4 separate regions of the Mus musculus genome follow, and regions 2, 3 and 4 are each linked to region 1. The links are chromatin contacts, called in public promoter capture Hi-C maps. All regions are on one chromosome and are shown on one strand. Each heading gives the region's core, a stretch centred on a gene start, on an enhancer-like site or on the middle of the called end of the contact. The rest is flanking DNA. Distances are from core to core; before and after follow the strand shown. Region 1 holds the start of Maf1 (MAF1 homolog, negative regulator of RNA polymerase III). Region 2 holds the start of Triobp (TRIO and F-actin binding protein). Region 3 holds the start of Gga1 (golgi associated, gamma adaptin ear containing, ARF binding protein 1). Region 4 holds the start of Rac2 (Rac family small GTPase 2).

The links. Capture Hi-C pulls out chosen DNA fragments and counts their contacts.
Region 2: a contact with region 1 is called in a promoter capture Hi-C map of adipose tissue, with 2.7 times the contacts expected there. The contact joins the promoter of Triobp here to the promoter of Maf1 in region 1. A contact is called at or near these places in 1 of 39 promoter capture datasets (pre-B cells) and 2 of 9 other capture datasets (adipose tissue and liver).
Region 3: a promoter capture Hi-C map of adipose tissue shows a contact between it and region 1, with 2.5 times the contacts expected there. The contact joins the promoter of Gga1 here to the promoter of Maf1 in region 1. A contact is called at or near these places in 2 of 39 promoter capture datasets (cranial neural crest and liver), 1 of 115 datasets of contacts at active chromatin or transcription factors (stem cell-derived neural progenitor cells) and 2 of 9 other capture datasets (adipose tissue and liver).
Region 4: a contact with region 1 is called in a promoter capture Hi-C map of liver, with 2.5 times the contacts expected there. The contact joins the promoter of Rac2 here to the promoter of Maf1 in region 1. A contact is called at or near these places in 1 of 39 promoter capture datasets (pre-B cells) and 2 of 9 other capture datasets (adipose tissue and liver).

What each region holds. Positions count from the first base shown.
Region 1 is chr15:76,348,685-76,354,460 of GRCm38.p6, forward strand. Maf1 (MAF1 homolog, negative regulator of RNA polymerase III) reads left to right here and starts at 2,610. Exons shown (of 8, transcript NM_026859.3): 1 at 2,610-2,975; 2 at 3,736-3,868; 3 at 3,962-4,090; 4 at 4,163-4,328; 5 at 4,454-4,575; 6 at 4,657-4,776; 7 at 4,902-5,036; 8 at 5,163-5,694. The coding sequence starts at 3,786. The coding sequence ends at 5,184. It overlaps Sharpin (SHANK-associated RH domain interacting protein), which reads right to left and starts at 2,426. Exons shown (of 9, transcript NM_025340.2): 1 at 1,797-2,426; 2 at 1,371-1,545. The coding sequence starts at 1,994. It also overlaps a transcript of Gm35339 not described here.
Region 2 is chr15:78,944,915-78,950,690 of GRCm38.p6, forward strand. Triobp (TRIO and F-actin binding protein) reads left to right here and starts at 2,810. Exons shown (of 25, transcript NM_001039156.1): 1 at 2,810-3,134; 2 at 3,267-3,424.
Region 3 is chr15:78,873,712-78,879,487 of GRCm38.p6, forward strand. It overlaps Gga1 (golgi associated, gamma adaptin ear containing, ARF binding protein 1), which reads left to right and starts at 3,479. Exons shown (of 17, transcript NM_145929.2): 1 at 3,479-3,906. The coding sequence starts at 3,864.
Region 4 is chr15:78,569,582-78,575,357 of GRCm38.p6, forward strand. It overlaps Rac2 (Rac family small GTPase 2), which reads right to left and starts at 3,202. Exons shown (of 7, transcript NM_009008.3): 1 at 3,030-3,202; 2 at 1,151-1,222. The coding sequence starts at 3,064. It overlaps Gm36738 (predicted gene, 36738), which reads right to left. Exons shown (of 2, transcript NR_155437.1): 2 at 4,830-5,091.

The DNA.
Region 1 (5,776 bases), core at 1,360-3,859:
CAGGGATTAAAAGCATGCACCACCACTGCCTGGCTTAAAGTGCTTTTCATACAGACATAGACCTGAGAGTTCAAATTCCCCAAACCATATAAAGCCAAGCATGGAAGTATAGATCTGTAATCCCAGTGTTCATATGGTGAGTGAGTTGGGGGTAGAGGCAAGAGAAATGAAACTCCCCAACAAGGTGGAAAATGAGGACTGACACTCGAGGTTGTCCCAGGATTGCTCTCTGACTTCTTTATGTGCTATGTACATGTATGCCTCTATACAAATACATGCGCACCACAAATACAGACAGACACACACTCACGTGTGTGCACACACACAGGAAAAAAGAAAAAAAGTAGTCCCCAGTTGGATGGTACACATCTATAACACCAACACTCCGGGAGAACAGGTAAGAGGGTCACTGACAGTTCAAAACCAACTTGAGCTACACAGTGAATTTGAGATCAACCTGGAATTCACATTGAGACCTTGTCACAAAGAACAGTATTAAGGGTTGGGTACACACATCTGGCAAATGAACGACAAGAGAAAGTCTCTCTTTCAATGCTAAGGTACCCAGGTCTCATGTCAGGCTCAGGGCTTCCTCCGGTGTTTGTGGGCTTTCCTACCTCTTACCAGGGCACTATCTACATCAGTGGTTCTCAACTTGTGGGTTTCAATGCTTTGGGAGTGGAATGACCCTTTCACAGGGGTCACCTAAGACCACTGGAAAACATACTTACACATTACAATTTATAACAGCGGCAAAATTACAGTTATTAAAGTAGCAATGAAAATAAATGTATGGCTGGGGGCCATACTGTATTAAAACTATATTAAAAGGTTGAAGCATTAGGAAGGTTGTGAACCACTGGTCTACATCCAAGGCCCTCTTTTCTCTATGCTTCTCCTGGTGACTTTGGGTGACTTCTCCAACTCCCAGTCTTTACCTCTCCAGAGTCCCAGCCATGTCCATGCTTTTCCAAGCAGGCACTGGATATAAGCCTCATACTAAGTGGTTCTTCTAGCTCAGTCATAATCACTAACTCTTCCATTTGAACAACCACAAGACCTATCAATTCCATCTCCTAAGATCCTCTGGCCTCCTTTAGCCTTGTCTACACTGTGGAGTTTCTATCTTTAAGTCTCTGTTGTTTTTCCACTGAATACAATCCCATTTTCCTTAAACTCTTAGTCCTGCAGCAATGCTTGCTCTTCTTTTTCTTACTTGTCTGGTACTGGGGTCAGCTCTTGAACCTCTTATTTCTCCACTTCCTTCCTCTTGGAAGCCTTCCTAGGTGCCCAGCTTTTCCATCACTACCCCCAACCTCGACCAGGTGGCCCGGACATATTCAAATAAGCATTTATTTCACAACACTGACCATTTTGTCCTTCTGCGGTGGCATCTCGCACCAGTGCTGCCCACTGCTGTGCTTCCTCGGGGTCGAGGAAGTGCACGCTGAAGGTTCCAGGACCTCCAGGGGGAGGCTGCAGCTCGTGTTGGTTAGGCCCACGGACGGTGTAACAAATAGCCTCCAAGGGCCATTCTAAACTGACCTGAACAGGGAAGAGTACTCGGTCGGTGGTTCCTCTTCGTTACCCACACGAATGTGAAAGGAAAAGGAACGAGGTAATCTTTACGGCTCTGAACTTTTCTCGCCTGTTATCTTACCAATTCCTCACAAGATTTGTAAATTAGGTATCAGCATTATTCCCACTTTTACAGGCAATCAAGAAAAATAACTGCTTAAGGACTGTCGTCAAGGTAATCGAAAGAAAGTTGATTCCAGAATCGGGCCCACACTCACCGCCCCAGGCTCGGTGCCTAACAGTCCTAGCCGGAAGCGTCCAGGCCGCTCAGGGTCCGCTATCAATTGCAGCTTCCGCGGCTGCGCTTCGGCATCCTGTCCAGCGCCCAGGGGCCTGACCGCCGCGTGCACTGCCAGGAGCACCACAGGTGAGGCAGGGTCTGCAGCCACTGCCGCACCGCCGGCGGGCGGCGACATTTCTGATCCGGCGGAGTCCTGACTCTCCGAGAGTGCTTCCGTGATAGAGAACTGTCGAGTACTTCCGCCGGCCAGAAACTCGGACTGTGAGCCTCGGTTCCGGATGCCCCAGAGCTTGGAGAACAAGAAGGACCCGATGCTGCGCACTACCAGAGCCTGATGGCTCGCTAAGCGATAGGAATGGTCCCAGATCTCCAGGCACGGTCCGGCCAAGCTAGTCACCTTTCAGCAGGACCCGAGACAGTGTCACAGACCGGTCACCGGTCACAAAAAGAAGGCAAGGATGAACTTTTCTTAAAGGTTCGAACGAACGACAGCTGCTGCCCTACACAAGACAATACCAGTTCCCGGAAGGAACCAGGCACCAATGCACACAAACACACATAAGCACAGCAGAGGCTCTTCGTAACCGTGGACCACTCTAGGAAGAGGGTTGGCTCCTGGGGGCGGGGCGGGCATGGTTCTAACCAATCAACACCAAGAGGGGAGGCGGGTTCGTTAGCGAGTGCGAGACAGACAAGCTATGCAGCCAGTAGAAGTGGAAGGTGAAGCCGAGTGGCGGAGGAGTCCACCAATAAGGTTTCTCGTGGTCTGGCCCTGTGGTTAAAGTGGACCATTCAGAGGAGTGGGGTTGGGCCCGTCGGACGCTTGTTGTTGTCGGGTCGGGGGAGGCGGAGGTCGCTGTTTCGTTCTCTGGCTGGTACGATCTCGGCGGTCCGCGGCAGGTTGGTCGCGAAAGCGGGCGTTGCAGGGGGGCGAGGCTATGTCGCGGCTGCAGCCCGTATGGGCCGGCAGGGCCTGGAGTAACGGGACGTCGCCGCGAAGCTTCTTCCCCCGGATACAGTGCGGCCCGAGTGGAGGCCGCGGCGCCGCCCTCCAGTCCTGAGGAACCCGCGCTGCGCAAAGCCCGCGCCGCCGTCACCTCGGCACCGACACTAAACAACCCGTCTACCCTGGCTTGATCTAGCCCAATTCTGGCAGGTGGGTGTCCGCCTTGTGCGCCAAGCGGTCCGGGCTTGCGGGAACCACAGTCCCCGGCGGGCCTCGCGCTGCTGCAGTGCCTCATGGGACTTGTAGTTCTTATGCTGCTTGGGGCTGGAGCGCCTCTCTTGGTGCACTGCCTCCTGGGGCTTGTAGTTTCCCGCTACGAATCTGCTGGTACCTCTAGGCTTGCAGGGCAGCAATGCCAGGAGACCACTGGCCTGCGCCAGCAGAGGTGGTGTGTCTGCCCATCCTACACACTTCGACGTACGAAGTACGAATTAGGCATACTTGCAAATAGAATTGAAGAATTCATGGGTTTCCTCCTCTTGACAGGAAGCAGTGAAGCAACCCATAGAACCCGGGAGGAGCACCCATACAGGTGACCCTCAAGGCTTGAAACCCCAGATGCCCCGTTCCGAACCGGATAGCAGGTTCTTATTGAGGACCTTACAACAGTCTGAGGATGCCTGCAGAATGTCAATGGAGTAGGAATGTCGAGAGTGGGTGGGGCCCCCAGCCAGCCCCAGTATATAGTACTTGAGATTGAGGTAGAACCTGGACATGCCATGCTCATGCATAGGATCATCTCCCTGTCAGCCAGTGCTGAGTTCTCAGGGGCAGGTAAGGTGAGGAAGATGAGCTCCATGGTGGACTCAAGGTTAGCTCGAGCTGCAAACAGTACTCTGCTAGTGGGTGGAAAGGCTGAAAGTGGAGCCCTTTGGAGCTAGGTAGCCATGCTGGCTTCCCACATTCCCAGGTAGTGCTGCCCTAATCCCACTGGCACAAGAATCTCCCTTCCCAAAGGACATGAAGCTATTGGAGAACTCCAGCTTTGAGGCCATCAACTCACAGTTGACAGTGGAGACTGGAGATGCCCATATTATTGGCAGGTGAGGCTGGAGGCTCTGGGGATCAATCTGTCAGAGATCACTATCGTGGGCCTCGGGGTTAGCATGCTTCATGACTCTGCCTGCGTTCTTTAGGATTGAAAGCTACTCGTGTAAGATGGCGGGAGATGATAAACATATGTTCAAGCAGTTCTGCCAGGAGGGCCAGCCCCATGTGTTGGAGGCACTGTCCCCACCCCAAACTTCAGGCCTCAGTCCCAGCAGGTAAGCTGAGGTGGAGACTACCTTCTGGGGTATGTGGGACAGTGGGCAAGGCTGACATTTTTCTCTGTTCAGACTGAGCAAGAGCCAGGGTGGTGAGGATGAGAGTCCTCTGAGCGACAAGTGCAGCCGCAAGACCCTCTTCTATCTGATTGCCACCCTCAATGAGTCCTTCCGGCCAGACTATGACTTCAGCACAGCCAGAAGTCATGAATTCAGCCGAGAGCCAAGCCTCCGCTGGGTAAGGATGAACAGAAGGGCCCCAAGCCATGTGGTCCTTCTCATTGCCATCCCCACTTGGTGTGGGTTCTTGGGCTCTCCCTGCTGCCCTGGACCCTTGTCACCCCTGACTGTCACCTCCTGTAGGTGGTAAATGCAGTCAACTGCAGCCTGTTTTCAGCTGTTCGTGAAGACTTCAAGGCCCTGAAGCCACAGCTGTGGAATGCAGTGGATGAGGAGATCTGCTTAGCTGAGTGTGACATCTACAGGTGGGCTCACGTCTTTGCAGCTGGGCGTGCACATGTGTATGGCAGTGGAGACCTCATCCCTCTGCTGTTTTCTCTTTTCAGCTATAACCCAGATCTAGACTCCGACCCCTTTGGGGAAGATGGAAGCCTCTGGTCATTCAACTATTTCTTTTACAATAAGAGACTGAAGCGAATTGTCTTCTTTAGCTGCCGCTCCATCAGGTTGGTACTTTGCCACCTCACCTTCTCCAGTTCCCTCTTCAACTCAGATCATTCCTTAACTGGGTCTACTCTCCCTGGGGCAGCCTGGGAAAGGAGATCCTAAGTCCGCTGTCTCTCCCATCCAGTGGCTCCACGTACACACCCTCAGAGGCAGGCAATGCACTGGACTTGGAACTGGGGGCAGAGGAGGCTGATGAAGAGAGTGGAGGTGGAGGCGGTGAGGGCAGGGCAGAGGAGACCAGCACCATGGAGGAAGACAGGTGTGGTGGTGGCTGTGGCCATGGACTATCCTCGGGAGCCTGGAATGGGTGGGACAGATCAGGGTTCCTTCTGTCTGGTCTGGGTGCTATCTCCTAAAGGCCTACTGTGTGCCAACTTCTGCCTAGGGTTCCAGTGATCTGTATGTGATGAGAAGAAGCAGAGGTCTCAGCGTCATCCAGCTCTGACCAATCCCTGGACCTGTCTACCTGAGGAGCTCCAGAGCTTCCCCAGATGCTGGCTATGCCTTGGCACTGACACCGTCCTGGCGCTGCCCAAGGCTATACCTGTGTAGCCCTTTGGATTCAGCCTGTGGATGTCCACTCATCCCTGCAGGCTCCTACTGCCCATGCTGTGGCTGGATTAAACAGCACGGGGTCTGATAGAAAACGGGACTGCTCTGCACCAACAGCCTGTCACAGACAGGACAGCTGGACCACAGAGTTTATTTTTGTATTTCTTATTGGGCCTGTACACTCCAGCTCTAAGGGCCAGTAGTTTGAAGCCCTATAAGTGGTGCCCAGTGTTCATGGGGTCTGGTCTTTGACCGGCCTCTGGTGCCCACTTTTGTCTCCCACTTTACCAGGTGGGCCACATGCACTGAGTGTCACTTTGCTGCAGCTCATTTGTTTCCAATAAAAGTTTCTGTGACTTAGATGGAACCTGGGAGTTTGTGGGGGCGGGGCCTGCGTCGTGGGGCGGGGCCTGCGTCGTGGGGCGGGGCTGGTAGCTTTGGTATCTT
Region 2 (5,776 bases), core at 1,560-4,059, 2.6 Mb after region 1:
GGTGGTGGTGTGGTGGTGGCTTTTTGAGAGAGTTTTCTCTGTGTAGCCTTAGCTATCCTGGAACTCACTATATAGACCAGGGTAGCCTCAAACTCACAGAGATTCATCTGCCTCTGCCTCTCAAGTGCTGAGATTAAAGGCATGCGCCACCATGCCTGGCATGTATGTAAATGCACCAATATGTTCGGTGCCATTGGAGGTCAGAAGAGGGCGCTCGATCCTTGGAAAGAAAATTAAAGGTGGTCGTGAGCTACCACATGGGTGCTGGGAACCAAACCCAGGTCCTCAGCAAGAGCAGCAAGTGCTGCTAACTGTTCTCATCTTTCAAGCTCATAGGAGTTCTTCTAGATCTGTTTATAAAAGATTACCCTTTAACCCCAGCACTCAGGAGGCAGAGGCAGGTGGATTTCTGAGTTCGAGGCCAGCCTGGTCTACAGAGTGAGTTCCAGGACAGCCGAGGCTATACAGAGAAACCCTGTCTCAAAAACCAAAACCAAAACCAAAACCAAAAACAAAAAAAAAGAAAGAAAGAAGAAAGAAAAAAGAAAAGAAAAGAAAAGAAAGGAAAAGAAAAGAAAAGAAGAGAAAAGAAAAGAAGAGAAAGGATTACCACAACAACTGGGCCTGTTGACTCTTTACTTTCCTCCTAGGAGGAGACAGAGAATCACCATGGAACCCTCCTTGCCTGAGTAGCCACTCCTCCCAACAAACTTCTTCTCTAATAGCATGTGGCTTCAGTCTCGTAGGGGGACAGCCTAGAGGCTATAGGTGGAGGAAGGGCTGAGGAAGGGGGTTGGGCTCCATCCATGCAGCTCTGGGGAAGCCATAATCCCTGCTGGGTAGACACTTCACAGTGTAGCCTTTGTGAAGGAACACCGACATTTCTGTAAGTAACCCCTTCACTTAAGTTTCATAAAGAAGTCCAATAAAATCACTGGTTCCCCCAAGGTGGGATAGTACCTTGGCTTGTCATTGGAAGGATGGGTAGACACTGTTTCTACCTCCTTCTAAAGAGGAATACTTAGCAACACTCACAAGTGTGCCCTTCATATGTCACACTGATAAAACAATACAATTTAAAAGACATGATGCGGACAAGTCCAAGCTGGAGCAGGAGACAGGAGGAGGAATAGCGACAGTGGTGACTGGCCTGGCTGCCGCCACAGTACCCTCAACTGAGTCCACTCAACAGTTCACAGGGCTCTGGGACACAGTTCCCAGACAGACGCCCTCATGGATCCAGAGTGGAAGTTAGGGGACTTTGGGCATCTCACTAGAGTGTGACATCCTTCTGATAGGATGGTGATGAGGAGGGCTGTGTGGTTCCTGTCCCCCTAGATGGCATGGGAGGAACAAACATGGCCATGTGGCAGAGGCAAGAGCAACTTTCTTATATTTTCGGTTGTGAGCCTAGCCTTTAATGGCTGAGCCATCTCTCCAGCCCAAGAACAACTTTCTTAAGATCACGGACAACCTCTTGGAAACATGCCAGCTACCCTATGCCTGCCACTCTCTGCTCTGCCCTCTTTTCTCTTAGCTAAGCACCGGCGAACTCAGTCATGTCTTGCTTCTTTCTCTTGCCCTGGGTCTGTTTTCCTCCACCACACAAACACACAAAGCAGTGCACAGGTCTCTTGTTCTCCGATGAACCCTTGGCAAACATGACTGACAAAGGGCTCCATACATTTTTAACGAACCGCACTGTCAGGAGTGCCAGCCTCAGTTGGCTCTCGGTGGATTAGCCTGGTAGGGGCAGAGGGCTGGGTCCGTGTCAGTTCCAACCCAGTGGAAACACCCATTCCACTCCAGGCTCAGAAAGGCCAAGTAATTGGCTCAAGATCACCCAGCCAAGAAGTGCTAGACGCTGATGCAGAACCCAGGTCTCACTAGCCCCTTTCTTACTTAGAGCTAGCCAGACCAGGGAGGAAGCCCATTGTGCTTATCAGCCAGCTCCACTCGGGGTCAGGATGCCCTCACATTGGAAGCAACTACATTTTATTCCTGTTTACTTTTCTGGCCACATCACCAGATCCAAGTGAATGAGAGAATATGTGAATGGAGGGCACTCCACAGTGGCCTGCAGAGTCAGACATTCCGAGATTTTAGTTTGGTTTTTGCCCTTTATTAGCTGTGTGACCCTGGCAAGTCTATTAGCATCTCTGATCCTTGTTGCTATACGTAAAGGCTTGGCATAGGAGCTGGGGTTTAACCAATGTACAACAGAGCTTAACTTGAAAAGTTGGGGTGGGGCTGCTGGTTTTGTGGCTGAGCCCAGGTCAATGTTCAAATGGAGGTGAAGATATCCCTGGGCAGGGATGCTCTGTGCTACTGAGACCCTGACTACAGTAACTTAGAGCGGTATGAGTTTGGTACCGTGTTCCACTAGTGTTTACTAGCTGTCTGGTACTGTTCTGCCTGAACAATTTATTTGGTTGGTTGATTTCGGTTTTTGGTGGTTTTGCTTTTGTTTGACAGGGTCTCATGTAGACTAGGCAGGGTTCCAACTGTCTCTGGCCATAACCTTCTGATTGTCTTCCCCTCACTTCTAGATACCCACTAACCTCATCTCCCAATTTCTGGGGTTAGAGGTGTACATCACCAGCCCTCTGGGTTTGCTTGGAACTGTGGGAGATCCATCATCCTGCTTCAGTTTTTAAAGTGCTGTGTCCCCACGCCCGGGAAGCCACATTTTGTACTTTCCACACATGCATTAGTATCTTTTGAGGGACCTTAGCTAGAGAGAGCCAACAGGAAAAGAGACAAGCCCTTAAGTCCAGTCCTCAGGCCCCATGGGGACATGACTGGACCAAGATGCTGGTAGCGCGGGCGAAACGTGCTGTGCATCCCGCGCGGCAAGGCGCCTGGGCACCGCCCGCCTCTGCCCCGCCCCTAGTCCTCGGTGTGTCCAGTCGCACACTGACCATGCAAATGAAGCTCTTAGGGAGAGCCTATTGGAGTGAGGGAGGGGCGTGGTCTATCACGCAAGTCCTGGGCCGCGTTTTGATTCATTGTTAAAATAGAGGCTGTGACTCTGGCACCAGTTCCTCCGCCGCCCGGAGAGTGGAAACCCGAGTCCAGGTCAGAACCCCGCGGCTAGCGGAACTAAGCTGGCTGGAAAGGGGAGGCCAGAGGAGGTAAGCTGAGAGACCCCGAGGAGCTGGTCGGCCGGCTTTGGGAAGAGGGGACTCAGGGTCCATTCTCCGGGTGGGGCGTGCAAATGCACGAAGGCTTTTTGTAGTTAAATTCTTATCTAATGTGCATTTTAGGGAAGATTTCTGCCAGTTGGCTGGGGGGAGTCGTGAAGGAAACTGGAGTCATAAGGGGCACACGAAGAGCCCCCGTTTAGCTTCCCTGGAAAAGGAGCTACGTTCTCTATCCAAGAGGATGCTCTTCTCGGTGGCTGGACCAGAAAAGAACAGCCCAGGTTTGTGCAGCGCATCCACCCACCCATCCATCCATCTATACATCCATTATACAAAACGGGAACTAAGCAGAGCAGGTAAGTGGTCGCCCTAGGAGGAACTCAAGCTCCGTGGATCCTCCCGTGGGGCTTCCACTCTCCAAGGGACCGACCTAGAGCCCCAGGGGAGAACCCTAAATTCCTCAGCTCAGCTGAAATTGCCAACAAAGGCTTGACCCTCCCCCCACCCCCAGCTCTATCATCACCAAGTAGGTCAGGCATGAGGTGACCCAATGGTGCTATGAGGTACTTGAGCTCTAGGGCATGCTGGCTATCTCCTGCTAATACCCCTCCCTGCCTGTGGATGAGTGAGATGAATCTTCTCTCCCAGAGTCACTCTTAGGGTGTGGACATTGTAGCCTCCAGAACAGAGAAGACTGGACCGGTAGGCTAGGCTGGGTGTGTAGCTCAATGGTACAGCAATTTTCTAATGCCTGCCCCAACTTGGGTCTGATCTTTAGAACAGGGAAAACAAAACAAAATAAAACAAAAAAAAAAAAAAACGCAGTGGTTCTCTTTTGGCTAAACTCAGTCACAGAGGAGTTTTGTGACCTTAGGCGGTGTTCACTTTTGTGTAACACTTTGTCCTCAAGTATGGAAATACCTAGCCAGCCCTTTGCATCCCTCTGTGTTTGCCAAGGGACCCAGGTGACTTGGCAGTGTGATCCAGCCCCCACAGGGTCACCTCTGAGCTGTAGGAGACAGACCTGAGCCTTCAGCTGGACCAGTGCCACCTCTGTTGGGGAACCTCTCTGAGCTTTGATGGCCTCCTCTAAAGCTGGTGTTAACTTGAGCAGAATAAGAGAGGAGGTATAAGTTTATAAAGCTAGACACTTGGGGATGACCGGGGCGACTGCCTAACATGGTGTACCCTGGGATGGATCAACAAAACAAAATTGGGGGGCTGGGGGAGTTGTCTTCTTTATTTGGTGTGTGTGTGTGCACATGGAGGAAAGAGGTTGGTCACAGGCCACACTACTTTTGGAGATAGGGTCTCACTGAGCCTGGAGTGGGCTGATTCAGCTAGACTGGCTGGCCCAGTGAGCAACAGGGATTCCTCGGTGCTCATCCCCCATCTTGGAAAATTGTGCTTGTGTCCTGGGCTTTCAGATGCAAGTCCTCATGCTTGTTGGCAGCTCTTCCTTTTTAAGAGATGGAGACCCGGTGTGTGGCCTGTGCACTCTGACCCCAAACTTGCACCCTCACAAGATCCTCTGCCTCATGCTGGGAGCAGGGAGCCACCTATGGCTGGGAACTTGAGGAACTTGGTTTTTGGGGTTGTTGTTTTGTTTTGTTTTTTTGAGACAGAGTTTCTCTGTGTAACAGTCCTAGATGTCCTTCAACTGGATTTGTAGACCAGGCTGGCCTAAAGCTGGGTGGGTTCCACCACACCCAACTTTTTCAAACATACCTTTCTTTCTCTCTCTCTCTCTCTCATTCTTTCTTCCCTTGGTAAAAATTTGGATTTTATGAACAGCACAAGGAAAATTATACATTCAGGGTCCTTGGAACATTGTTCAACACTATACATTAAAAGTCATGTGTAGGGAGCTGGTGAGATGACTCAGCAGGTAAGAGCACTGACTGCTCTTCCGAAGGTCCTGAGTTCAAATCCCAGCAACTACATGTTCAAATCCCAGCTCACAACCACCCATAATGAGATCTGACGCTCTCTTCTGGTGCATCTGAAGACAGCTACAGTGTACTTATGTATAATAATAAATAAATCTTTGAGCCGGAGCGGGCAGAGACTGAGCGAGAGGGCTGACCAGAGCAAGCAGAGGTCCTAAATATAGTTCTCAACAACCACATAATAAATAAATAAATAAATAAATAAATCTTTAGCCGGGCAGTGGTGGCACACGTCTTTAATCCCAACACTTAGGAGGCAGAAGCAGGCGGATTTCTGAGTTCGAGGCCAGCCTGGTCTACAGAGTGAGTTCCAGGAGAGCCAGGACTATACAGAGAAACCCTGTCTTGAAAAACCAAAATCAATCAACCACATCTAGGGCACTGACTGCTCTTTTTTTTTAAAGATTTATTTATTTATTTATTTATTTATTTATTGTATACAACTACACTGTTGCTGTCTTCAGACACACCAGAAGAGGGTGTCAGATCCCATTACAGATGGCTGTGAGCCACCATGTGGTTGCTGGGAATTGAACTCAGGACCTCTGGAAGAGCAGTCAGGGCTCTTAACCCCTGAGCCATTTCTCCAGCCCTGACTGCTCTCCAATACTCAGCAACCACATGGTGGCTCACAACCATCTGTAATGAGATCTGATGCCCTCTTCTGGTGTGTCTGAAGACAGC
Region 3 (5,776 bases), core at 2,229-4,728, 2.5 Mb after region 1:
GGTGGATCTCGAAGCTTGAGCCCAGCCTGGTCTACAGAGTGAGTCCCAGTGTAGCCAGAGCTACACAGAGAAACCCTATTTCGGAAGGTTGGGGGGCGGGGGAAGAGAAGAAAAGGTCCAAAGGCTTTGGATACTTAGAGGAGGCCAATGACTCTGTCACCTCTAAGACTGTACATCTGTGGCAAAGCTCCCATCCCCTCCGCTCCGGTGGCTGTGACTGTTACGGAGAGGCAAGGAGGTCCTTGGAGATTTCCCAAGTCTTTCCTGCTGTCCTTGGAATCCTTGTCCTTCGAGGTGGCAGAGAGATAAAGTGCCAGTGTGTGGCTCTGGCAAGGGAGGAAGGTGAGGACAAGTGTCGTGCAGCTACCTCTGTGCTTTGGGGAAGGGGAGAGCAAGGGCAGGTCTCACCCTACACTTGCCGCTGTTTGCCGCTTTCTTTCATTGGGATAATGAAGTGACAGACTGGGAGTGTAGCTCAGCAGAGAGAGGACTTGTCAAGCACGAACAAAGCCCGAGGTTTGATAGCCACAGCACCACATAGAGGCTGGTGGGGAGCCAGCAGGACAGCTGGGGGAGTAAAGGCAAGAACCCAAGAACTGAGTCTGAAAGCAAGGGAAGGTGGAAGGCGCCACCCCTGAAGTCGCTCTCTGCCCTCCACATGTAAATAAACATGTAATCGTTTTTTAAAGATGGTGTTTTGTTTGAGACAGGGTCTATGTAGCCTTGGTTGTCCTGGAACTTGCTGTGTAGGCTGGCCTCTAACTCAAGAGTTCTGCCTACCTCTGCCTCCCAAGTGGTTGTGAGCCACCATGTGGTTGCTGGGAATTGAACTCAGGATCTGTGGAAGAGGGGTCAGTGCTCTTAACCACTGAGCTATCTCTCCAGCCCAAGAATTCTAGTTTCTATGGCCTACCTGGAAGGGAGACGGAAGACGGAGGAGAAAGGGCGGAAGGGAAAAGGGAGAAGGTTTCCTGCAGACCCACATGTGAAGGGCTTTCTGACAAGCCCAGGCCTGGCAATCATGACAGCAGCAGGTCTTCCTTTTCCGATTCCCTCTCCTTTGCTAAACCATTCGAATACATTCCTGAGGCTGATCACCAAGGTCCAGCAATCAAAATTCAACATTTGGCTACACTAACTAACATGTCCAATTAGGATTTACCAAGTCATCCTAATTCAGGCTTCCCCCTTTGTCTCCTTACAAACAAACCACTCCCACAGAGACACCTGAGGCTCACTTTGCCTGACCCAGAGGCAGTCAGACCCCCTGCTTGTCCCCTCCTAGGTAAATAAAATCTCTTTGGGGCTGAGGATTTAGTGTCTGCTTGTGCTCTGTGCCGATTCTGAGATCCCTTCAGTGTGGGCAGGCGCCATGCTTTGAGGCACTATGCTCTGAACCCCGGCACCTTCTGGACCCCAGCACTATTTTAGGTCTCAGGACACTGTGCCCGCTAGTTCTGTGAACTTGACAGATTTCCAATCACCTGGTCGATGAGCTGCTGCTCGTGCCTCAGGAGGATTACCCTGCCTGAGTCTACTGAGCTGGGAAGACCTGCCCACTGTGGGTGGCACCATCCCCGATGGGGAACCTGTACTGTGTGAGTGGAGAAAGGGCGGGAAGCAGTGTGCATTCCACACTCTCTCTGCCCTGTTTCTCAGCTGCAGCTGTGATGGGCCCAGCTGCCACCGCCTTGATTTCTCCTCCCCTTGAATTGTGGGAAACCCTGTCTTCTTTAAGTTGCTTTTATCAGAGCAGTTTAATCACAGCAACAGGAAAAGAAACTCAGGGATTCACCAGATGCAATGCTTCAGGATGAGACTTCCCAGAGGCAGGGAGGGACACAAACCACAAGCATGCAAAGAAATACACTGTGGGGCAGCTGGAGGTTAGAGCTCAGGTGGTGATGTGTCTGCCTAACATGTTTATATGAAATGCTAGGTACCACAGAAATCGCCAGCTTGGGCTATAAGGACTCTAGATGGAGGCAGAAGTAGCTGGAGATGTCTCTCAGTTGGTAGCGTGTTGCTTAGCTTGCAAGAAGTCCTATTCTCTTGCAGGTGTGGTGATGCACGCAGAAGGTGGAGAAAGAAGGATCAGAGATCAAGTCTATAGTGCGTTCAAGGCCTGCCTAGGCTTACAGGAGACCCTGCCTCTGTCGCTCCACCAAAAGTGCCTGTGAGTAGTGATCTGACTTTAAATCAATTTGGCAAATGCAGTTTGGGTTTTTGTTTTGGGTTTTGTTCTGTGTAGCCCTGGGTCCTGGAACTCGCTCCGTAGACCAGGCTGACTTTGAACTCGGAGATTCACCTGCCTCTTCCTCTCAAGTGCTAGGTGGCGTGCGCCACCACTGCCCGGCCTGCAGTTGGGTTTTATTTCATTAACAATTTTAAAAATAAAGAAAACAAAGCAGGCGGAGCCCATCTTGTTACCCTCTCCCGTATCTTATAGGTTGCAGGAGAGAATTAAACGTCTCACTGAGAGTTGGGTTCAGAAGAAAACCCGACTGAAATGAGGTAACTGGTTCTGCAAGGTGAATACTGATCCCTCCAAGGCCACAGGCATGCGGAACTGGATTCGCCGGTTCCTTGGTCTCAGATGCTCTTTAACTCTTCCTGGCACAGGCTCGCTGGAGAGGGCACAGTAGCCAGTTCCCCCGACGGCCGCCAGAGGCTACAGAGAGCGAACTGGCATTCCTGAGAATTAGCCAAGGCGACCGCAGAGGGTGGAAAAAGCGGGTGAAAGTACCTCACATTTTGCCTCCTCCTAAACCACCTCAAAAAAAGAGCCTGACGTCGTCACCATTCCAGTTTGGGGAAAGATAACCTCTCATTTTGCCACCACCTCTCTGGCTTCCCCATCACCTTGAGAGTGTTACGTGCTTTGAGATACGATATTCCACACTGGCCTTGAACTGATAACCTCCTGCCTCTGTCTGATAAGTGCGGGCGTTATCATCACCTTGTAGGATATATATCTGGCCTTGTCTTTCTCTCCAGGGCTGGGCACCGAATAACCCAAATGCAAGGAGTTTCTAAACTGAATGCAGAATTAAGTACTCGGTGCAAGCACTGACCCCTAATGACCTCAGGCAAACTCATAACCTGGCTCCCGGGTTTGAATGTAGATTCATAGGTTAAGAAAAAAAAAAGACTTAGCCCTTTGCTGGGCGTGGTGGCACACTTCTTTAATGTCTGCACTTGGGAGGCGGAAAAAGGCGGATCTCAGGAATTCCACGCCAGCCTATTCTACAGAGCGAGCTTCAGGACTGCCAGAGCAAGACAGTGAGCCCTTGTCTCAAAGGGGAAAAAACTGCTCAGAACAATGCCTAGGGCTTTAAGAGCTAAACAAACGTTAGCTTAACCTCATCGCGTTGGCGGCGGCCACAGTGCCCAGTTGCCCTTTTAAGGGACTTTGACATCTTCCCACGTAAGCGGAAGTACCCCTGAGGGCTCCGGAAGTGACTTCAGAACCCCTTCAGAAACATGGCTCCGGAGCGTTGTCCCGGAAGCGGTCACGGGTCTCTGCGTGACGCTAACTGAGTTAGAGCGGTCCCGCGGGGTTTCTATGGTGCCGCCCGCCACCCCCAGGCTCTCCTCTTCCTCTCCCGCCCGAGCGCCCGGAGCTGCGAGGCCGCCGACCAGCCCCACCGGCGACTCCGCCAGCCGCCAGGGGGAGGGGCGCCGACGAGGCGACGCTCTAGGCGGCTCCACCCGCGTCTCGATGGTGCCCGGCGTCCCGGTGCCGCGTTCCTACTCCGCGGGGTGGACGCGGCCCCTTTAACCGGCCGAGGGCGGAGCCGAGGAGTTCCCGCGAGAGCGGCCGGGGGGCGGGGGGCGGCGCCGAGGCCGGGGGCCCGTGGCGGATGGAGCCCGCGATGGAGCCGGAGACTCTGGAGGCACGAATCAGTGAGTGTCCGGGAGGGGCGCGAGCCGGACCGGAACCGGAACCGGGGGCGCGAGGCTGGCCCCTCTCTCTCTCCCGGCGGGGCGGGGTCCGCGCGCCCCCTCCTCACGCCCCGCCCCCCGACCCGGAGGGGCGGCGCCCCAGTCTGTCGCTCCGCTCGGACCCTGGCAGCTGCGCGCAGCCTGGCCGGGAGCGGGCGCCGCCCACCCACCCCGGTGACCCGGTGGCGCAGAGTTATCCCGGACCCCCGAAGGCCCTGCCTGTTGCACCAAAGCGCAGACCCTCGAGTCTTCCCCTAGAGGGATCCCCCCACTTCCTCAGGGCCTGAGTCTTTCAAACCCTGTGCCCGCAGCTCTTCTTAGATCTGCTCGGTCCCCCAGCCCAGGAAAGGGGGGACCCCTGGCCCATCTGATCCAGCTCTGTCCGCGCCTGGAGAAACTCCCAGTGCTTGAAAGGGTCCCGTCTAAGACTCCATAAGGAAATCAAGTTCTCTGTCGTTATACCCAAGCCCAGCCTTGCTTTGCGTCCCAGATTGCTTTCCTAGCCCCTGCTGAGCCTCCTCCCCAGGCCTCTGTCCTTGTTTCCTGTCTCCTTCGAAACAGCTTCCTCCAACTCTGGCTTCCAAGCCCCATCCTCTGTTCTCCCTGTCCCACACTGCTTGTTGAAGATCCTTGGCCTTGCCAACCCCATTCCTGAACTCTGCCCCTGGGAGCTGCAGGTTGGCTCTTCTGGTCCATTTAGTGACAGGTCTGTCCCAAGGCCTTTCAGGGATGTGACCCAGAGAAGCCTTCCGGTCTATCCTCAAGCTCAACCTCCTGGTCTGAGATATAGCAAGGATCTGTGCAGGGTGGTGTGGGCCGACATGGTCAGCATCTTTGAAGCCAGCCTCGAAGGAAGTTGAACTGGAAGGTTGATTCCCAGAGCTCACCGATCTGGGGGGGGGGGGGGGGGCGGAGGAGAGTCAGCCTGGCAGTGGGGTTGATTGGTGGTTAGAAGGAGACAGTGACCATGGACTGCATGAGATACAGTACTGCACGGGTCTCAGGAGGTCAGAGGTAAAAGAGGACCATAGATATTTTCCCCATCTGTCTTAGTCAGGGTTTCTATTCCTGCACAAACATCATGACCAAGAAGCAAGTTGGGGAGGAAAGGATTTATTCAGCTTACATTTTCCACATTGCTGTTAATCACCAAAGGATGTCAGGACTGGAACTCAAGCAGGTCAGGAAGCAGGAGCTGATACAGAGGCCATGGAGGGATATTCTTTACTGGCTTGCTTTCCCTGGCTTGCTCAGCCTGCTCTCTTATAGAACCAAGACTACCAGCCCAGAGATGGTCCCACCCACAATGGGCCTTTCCCCCTTGATCACTAATTGAGAAAATGCCTTACAGCTGGATCTCATGGAGGCACTTCCCCAACTGAAGCTGCTTTCTCTGTGATAACTCCAGCTGTGTCAAGTTGACACAAAACTAGCCAGGACAGCATCTGAAGAGTCATGCCCAGTTGTGAAATACCTCTCTCCCTCAAGTACTTTCCTCTGCCACTTGCCAGGGGAGATGAGCCCCCCCCCCCACACACACACACACACGCACACGCACTGTGGAGGTTGGGGAAAGGGGTGGGGTCATGTCTCTTCCAGTTCTAAGATCTTCCGTTTGCTCAATGCTGGGGAGAAACTGATCCTGGCCAGAGTTTCCTCTTCCCTGGCTCCTGACTCGGATTGCTTGGCTCCACCCTTGCTGGGGCTCACGTGCCTTTGACACTTCGAGGACTTCCTGTTCTAGCCCTTTTTCTCAGCTGTCACTGAGAGGCCAGTACCCCGAACCTTCTCCTTGCCTCCAGATTGCAGGCTCTCTTCCCAGTGTTCAGTC
Region 4 (5,776 bases), core at 1,952-4,451, 2.2 Mb after region 1:
CCTTTGATAGTGTGGGAAGCTTTGGGCTCAGGATACTATCCCTCTGTATATCTCTGCTTTCTACTCCAGGCAGGGCTTCCATGAAGATAAAAATGAAGGCCCCGGTGAGATACTGAAGGCAGACAGGCTGAGTGACCCAGGGGGACAAGCCTCATAGCTGCTATTGGCTATTGGCCATCAGGATATTGTAACACCCATTTCCCTTGAGGACCCAATGCAATCACTAGTGTGGTATCCTGTACAGGGCCACCAACCCAAAGGCATTCTAACTAGATGCTAGTGGTGAAGACTTCTCTGGATCTCGTCACCTCGAGGCACAGATATCACTTATGAGACATATGTATATTACACAATGTATCAACCACTTTCTTGAGAAGCCAAGGCCTTCTCAACATATGGGTCCTTGGTCTTGAGAGAGAGCTGGCAAGCTCCTCTGGCGATTGACAGGCCTTTAGCCTTGAAGGCTTCCAGGAGGGCACCATGGATAGGCCTGGAGGGTGTAGGTATGAGAATGAGACAGGAAATCACCCTAGGGCATTTCTGGCAGGGAGAAGAGCTGGTGCAAAGGTCCTGCGGTAGGTTTGCCTAAGGATCGTTGATCCAATAAAGCAAAACAGTGGGTAACATCTCTAGAAGGGAAGATTGGGGGATACTTGAAGAGCTTGAAATCTATGCAGGAAGCTGGGGAGCTGCTCTGTGAGTATGGGGATGCTCTGAGACTCTTCTGACACCTGCGGACTCCTTGTGTATCATGTGGGAGCGGATGGCTACATCCTGCACCAGAAGATAGGCTTCCCACAGACCACAGCTAGCACTGTGCCCACCCCAGCACACGGGTCCCCAGACACTGCTGCTAAGTTTCTGAGGTACTCTTCCTCCCTCACCTCCATAGCCCATCTCCACCCCTCTTTCTCCTCCTGGCTGGCTTGAAGGACATATTCCTTCCTGTCCTTTTACGCCTTCCCACCCCACAGTCCCTCTGCCTTCTGGAGCCTCTGCCTCCTTAGCATACATTCTAAGACTTAGCATAAGTCACTGCGTTGCATGTCGGATCACCAGCCAGCTTCCCCACAATGGAGAGTCTCTCTAGCCTTACCAGCCTACTTGGTCTCAGGCCCCCACAGGGGACAGCCCCCAAGAAGCCACTCACACAGTGGGGATGTATTCTCCAGGGAAGGCGTTGGTGGTGTAGCTGATGAGAAGACACGTCTTGCCCACGGCTCTGAAAGACAAGAGACAAGATGCAGGAGAGACCAAGGTCATAGCTCCCCTTCACCAAGGTCAAGATGAAGGGGAGGCGGGAACTGTACTCAGGCTCCAGTCTCCCAATCCCAGACACCCCATACCAGTGTGCTCTACCCCGTGCAGTGCCCATAAAGAACCTGACTTCAGTCTTAGCCATGGGTGTGAGCCACACATCTGAGGAGAACTCCAGTACTGTACATGTACCAGTGTGTGGGATACAGGTGATAGGCACAGATGACCATGGGGCCGAACAGAGGACCCTGGAGAGCTGGGTAAGACTGTCACGTGTCTCTCTTAAGCTTCAGATCCTGCCTCCATCATTTGCCATCTACACAACTTTGCAAGTCACCTAAGCACCTTGTACCTCAGTTTCCCCATGTAGACAACAAGGACAAGCCCATCTTCCCAGTAAAATAACTGATACTTCTAAGACACTGAACCCGGTGCCATAGAAGTGGCACCAACTAATGACTGTTAGGGACTGCCCATCGCCCCTCTTTGAAGTCAGAGGGGCCTGGGTTCAAATCCTCTGCCTCCAAGGCAGGTTATGTAACTTTTCGGAGTTTTGGTCTTTCCCACCTGTAAAACGAACTCTGTGATGGTAAGTAGGGTTGGTGGAAGACAGATCATACAGAGAGCCACAGCCCGGTGACCACATACAAAAGAGAAATGGGATAAATGGAGATGACCACCATTTAAGCTATCTCCCTGCCAAGCTGGGAGGTCACCCAGGTCATTCAGCAGGAAGCTGAGAGGCCAGAGGGACAGCTCCGGGCCTTCCCCAGTACAATTCCGTTAAGTCACTTCCCACTCGAGGAGGTTGCTCTGCTGTCCCTGCCCCCTAAACCTCTGCCCTCAAGCCCCAGCCTGCCACCCAGGTAACTTTGAATGCATAGAATCATTGACTTCCGGCCCTCCGTGTCCGCCCCCTCCTCCCCCAGATCAGACACAAAGCAGAAGTGAGCAGAGCAGCTGCCACAGATAACGGCTGACACCCTAGCGCGGTGGCGGCTGCAGCAGCGACCAAGTCGGACCTAGTCAGCTGAGGAGGTAGATAGCCTATGCCACCAGCAGAGCCAAAGTGTGTGTGACCTTGGGACCTAAGCCAGGAAAGGTCTCCAGGCCTCAGCCCCTCCCCGTTTCGAACTGAAGATGGCTGTCTAGTACATGTGAGGATGGATCTAGCGGGACCCAAGATAGACTTGAGGACTGCACCCTAATGTGTCGGAATATATGGGAGACACATGAAGAAACTCAGGCCTTGGGTTATGAGAGCCTGTGGTCCCAAGATCTGACAATGACTATCAGACTTTAGCAGGGCTGCAGCCAGCCTGCCCTCTGGAGTCCTTAAGAGCAGAGGCTGGACTGAGAGTCAGAAAGCTTGGAGATTGCCAGAAGTCCCCTAGGCCCAGCAAGACAGCAACTAGAGCCTGGGCCAGCCTGGGAAACAAAGGTCCGAAGGGCAAGCTGCTGATTTCCCTCCTCGTACCTGTACCCTGAACTGATGCTGGCCCGGTAGGAGCCCTGTCCCAGCTCTCAGGGTACAGGCAAATAGCAGCACCCCACCCACAGTCCAGGCCCTCCACCCAAGTAGCTTCCGGAGTGGGGTAGGCTGAAGGACAGGGAGCAGTCCAGACCCACCCCAAATGTTCCTTGTAAGCCCTTACAAGGAAAGGAAGCGACTTTCCCCAGAACCTCCTGGGAGCCCTGAATCTGTGGGTGTACCAGGGAGGATCTCAGAGGCATCCTGGTAGGGGTGGGAGACAACTCAGCCAGGTACTTACCCATCACCCACCACCACACACTTGATGGCCTGCATTGCATCTGAGGCCCAGCAGCCAGGGATGACAGTTGGGGGCCAGGAGCGTTGCTGTGGACACCAGTGGTATGGAGTGGCTAGGAGGTACCCGGCAGTGAGGAGCAGCACCCCAGCTCAAGAGGCGGGAGGAAACGGAAGAGGAACTTACCCAAGCTGCTGCCCCACAGCCTTGAGGGGGTGGAGCATGCGGTCTGGAAGAGGACCTGGGGCCCCACAGGTGCTAGGTTGGGCCCAGGCCACCAAGGGCACTTGACTTAGGCTCCAAAGGGAACCCAGGCACCCTAGAGAATTGAAGATTCACTTCCTAAGCCAGGGCAGGGACAAAGTTGCTCTCGAAGAATCTGCATCCTCCAAGAAGTCAGTTGGCCTGACTCCCATGGGCAAACACTTGAGTGCCTACTGTGTATCAGGCATTGTGTTGGGAGCTGGTGACTCTAAAATGCAGGAAGCCAGGTTGTCCTGGAGTTCCTGCTCTGTAGAGAAGGCAAACCACACCACAGGTGCTGTGAGCAAGGCAGGAGACATGGGCCAAGGGAGAGCTACAGAGTGACCTCAGAGTCACCAGCAGGGAAAACTGGTGGCTATGACGTGTGATGTCAAACAAAGTTGGCCCGGGGGGGGGGGGTGCTGCCTAAGCAAGGGCCAGTGTGTAGAGAGAAGGCAAAGGAGGGGGAGGGAAAGAGAGAAGGGAAGAGGTAGAGGAGAGGGGAGAAAAGGAGGAAGGGGAGGAAGGGGGGAAATTGGGAGGGGAGGAAGTGGAGGAAAAGGGGGAGGAGGAGGAAGGAGAGGAGGGAGGATAGGGAAAAGGGAAGGAGTTGGAAGAGAAGGAAGAAGAGGAGTAGTGAGAGGAGGAGGAGGAGGAGGAGGAGTGAGAGGAGGAGGAGGAGGAGGAGGAGGAGGAGGAGGAGGAGGAGGAGGAGGAGGAGGAGGAGGAGGAAGAGTCAGGGACAGATGCAGTAGAGCAAGCTGGTAGAAGTTTGGCAAGTCCAAACCTTCTCACAGCATGGTGCAATCTAAGCTTTCAGGAAGCTGAGACAAAGGGATTGCTGGGAGCTTGAGTCCAGGATTCAGAGTGAGAGTTCCAAGGCAGCCAGAGCCATCGAGCGATACAGCAAGATCCTAGCTGGGAAACCACTCCAAACCGAAAATCCTACCTACAAACTGTCGTAGGCTTCTTGCCGTTTTGATGATATCAACTACACTCGCCTTGTGTTGGGCATTTGTGTTTATAAGTGTTTGGTTGGGTGTTTGTGTTTGCAGGTGTTTTGTTGGGCATTTGTGTTTTTAGTTGTTTATTGGACTTTTGGGTTTCCTATTACACAAGTTACTATTTGTGTATTTGTCCATTTCTCTACTGGAGTATTTTTTCCCCTCATATTTATTTGGAGAAGTTCGGTGTTTGATTTTTCAAGTGTGAATTGCTATAACCGTTTCATAGTTCATTTCCAGTATGTGGAATTATTTTTTTTGAAGCTGTGATATTTATAAAGGTTTATTTGTATGTGGTCAACTTTAATTTTTCTTCCCTAATGATTGATACTCTTTGAGTGATTCTTTCTTAAGCATTCCTATGCAATTTCACAAAGATATTCTACAAAGTGTGTACAGTTTCTGTCTACAGACAGTGACCTTGATACACAGAGTGGATTTTAGATGACAAAGGGGCTGCTAGTAGGTTTTGTGAGATGTTGATTTGATTTCTCTAGGGCTTTCTTAGTTTCTATTCCTATCACTATGAAAAAAAAATACTCCGACCACAGCGACAGAAGGGAGAAAGGGTTTATTCTGGTTCATGGTTCAAGGTTAGAATCCATCACAGTGGGGAAGTCGTCAGAGTAGCAGGAGCTTGGAGCAGCTGGTTGCCCACAATCAGGAAACAACGATGAGCGCATTGCTGCTCAGATCCTTTCTTCATTTAACACAATGCAGTTTCCCAGCCTACAGGATGGTGCCACCCACAGTGGGCTGATCTTCCCACCTCAAATCGATGTGCTCCAGATGTCTTTCTCCCAGGTGACTCTGTCGTGCTGACAATGGACACAGACCATCATCCCAGAGTGCCATCTATTAAACAAAGTTCTACCTATCTTTTCCCAGTGAATGGGCAGTCAAGAAGCCTCGTGGACCAAGACTGTCACCTGCAAACCAAACCTTGGCCCCTTTCTCTGCTAGTCCTCCCATCCACCCAGGGGCTGACACAAGCCTGCTTCAGTTACCCCAGCTCCAAGCCTAGGAGAAACGTGCCTCTCTTACATTCCTTCAGGATTGTTCTAGTGTTTGATGAATCTCTGCTCTTCCATCTACACTGTGGAATAAGCTCAAGCAAATGACATAAGAGTCCTGGGCTGTCCTGCGTTCAACCTGCAGCAGCGAGTAGGGACCTGACATCCTTGTGATAGTCATTCTGTCTGCCTGTTAGCATCTTCACCTTCTCCTTTATATCTTTCAATAAAATTTTACCATTTCCTCCCAGAAAGGTCAGGCACCTTTCTCAAAAGATTCACTTCTTGCTTCCTTATTACTCTCAGCACTACTGTAGCTAATAATTCTCAAATTGAATTTCCTTGCCACTCCTTGGATGAAGGGGAAATGTCAGCCTTTGCATATTGGATTTGTGTATGTGGAAACCTGGCACAAAGAGAGACCCATGGCTGCTTTTAAAATGGAAAATGTATTTGTGTGCGTGCCCACGCACACACCCATGGAAGTCGC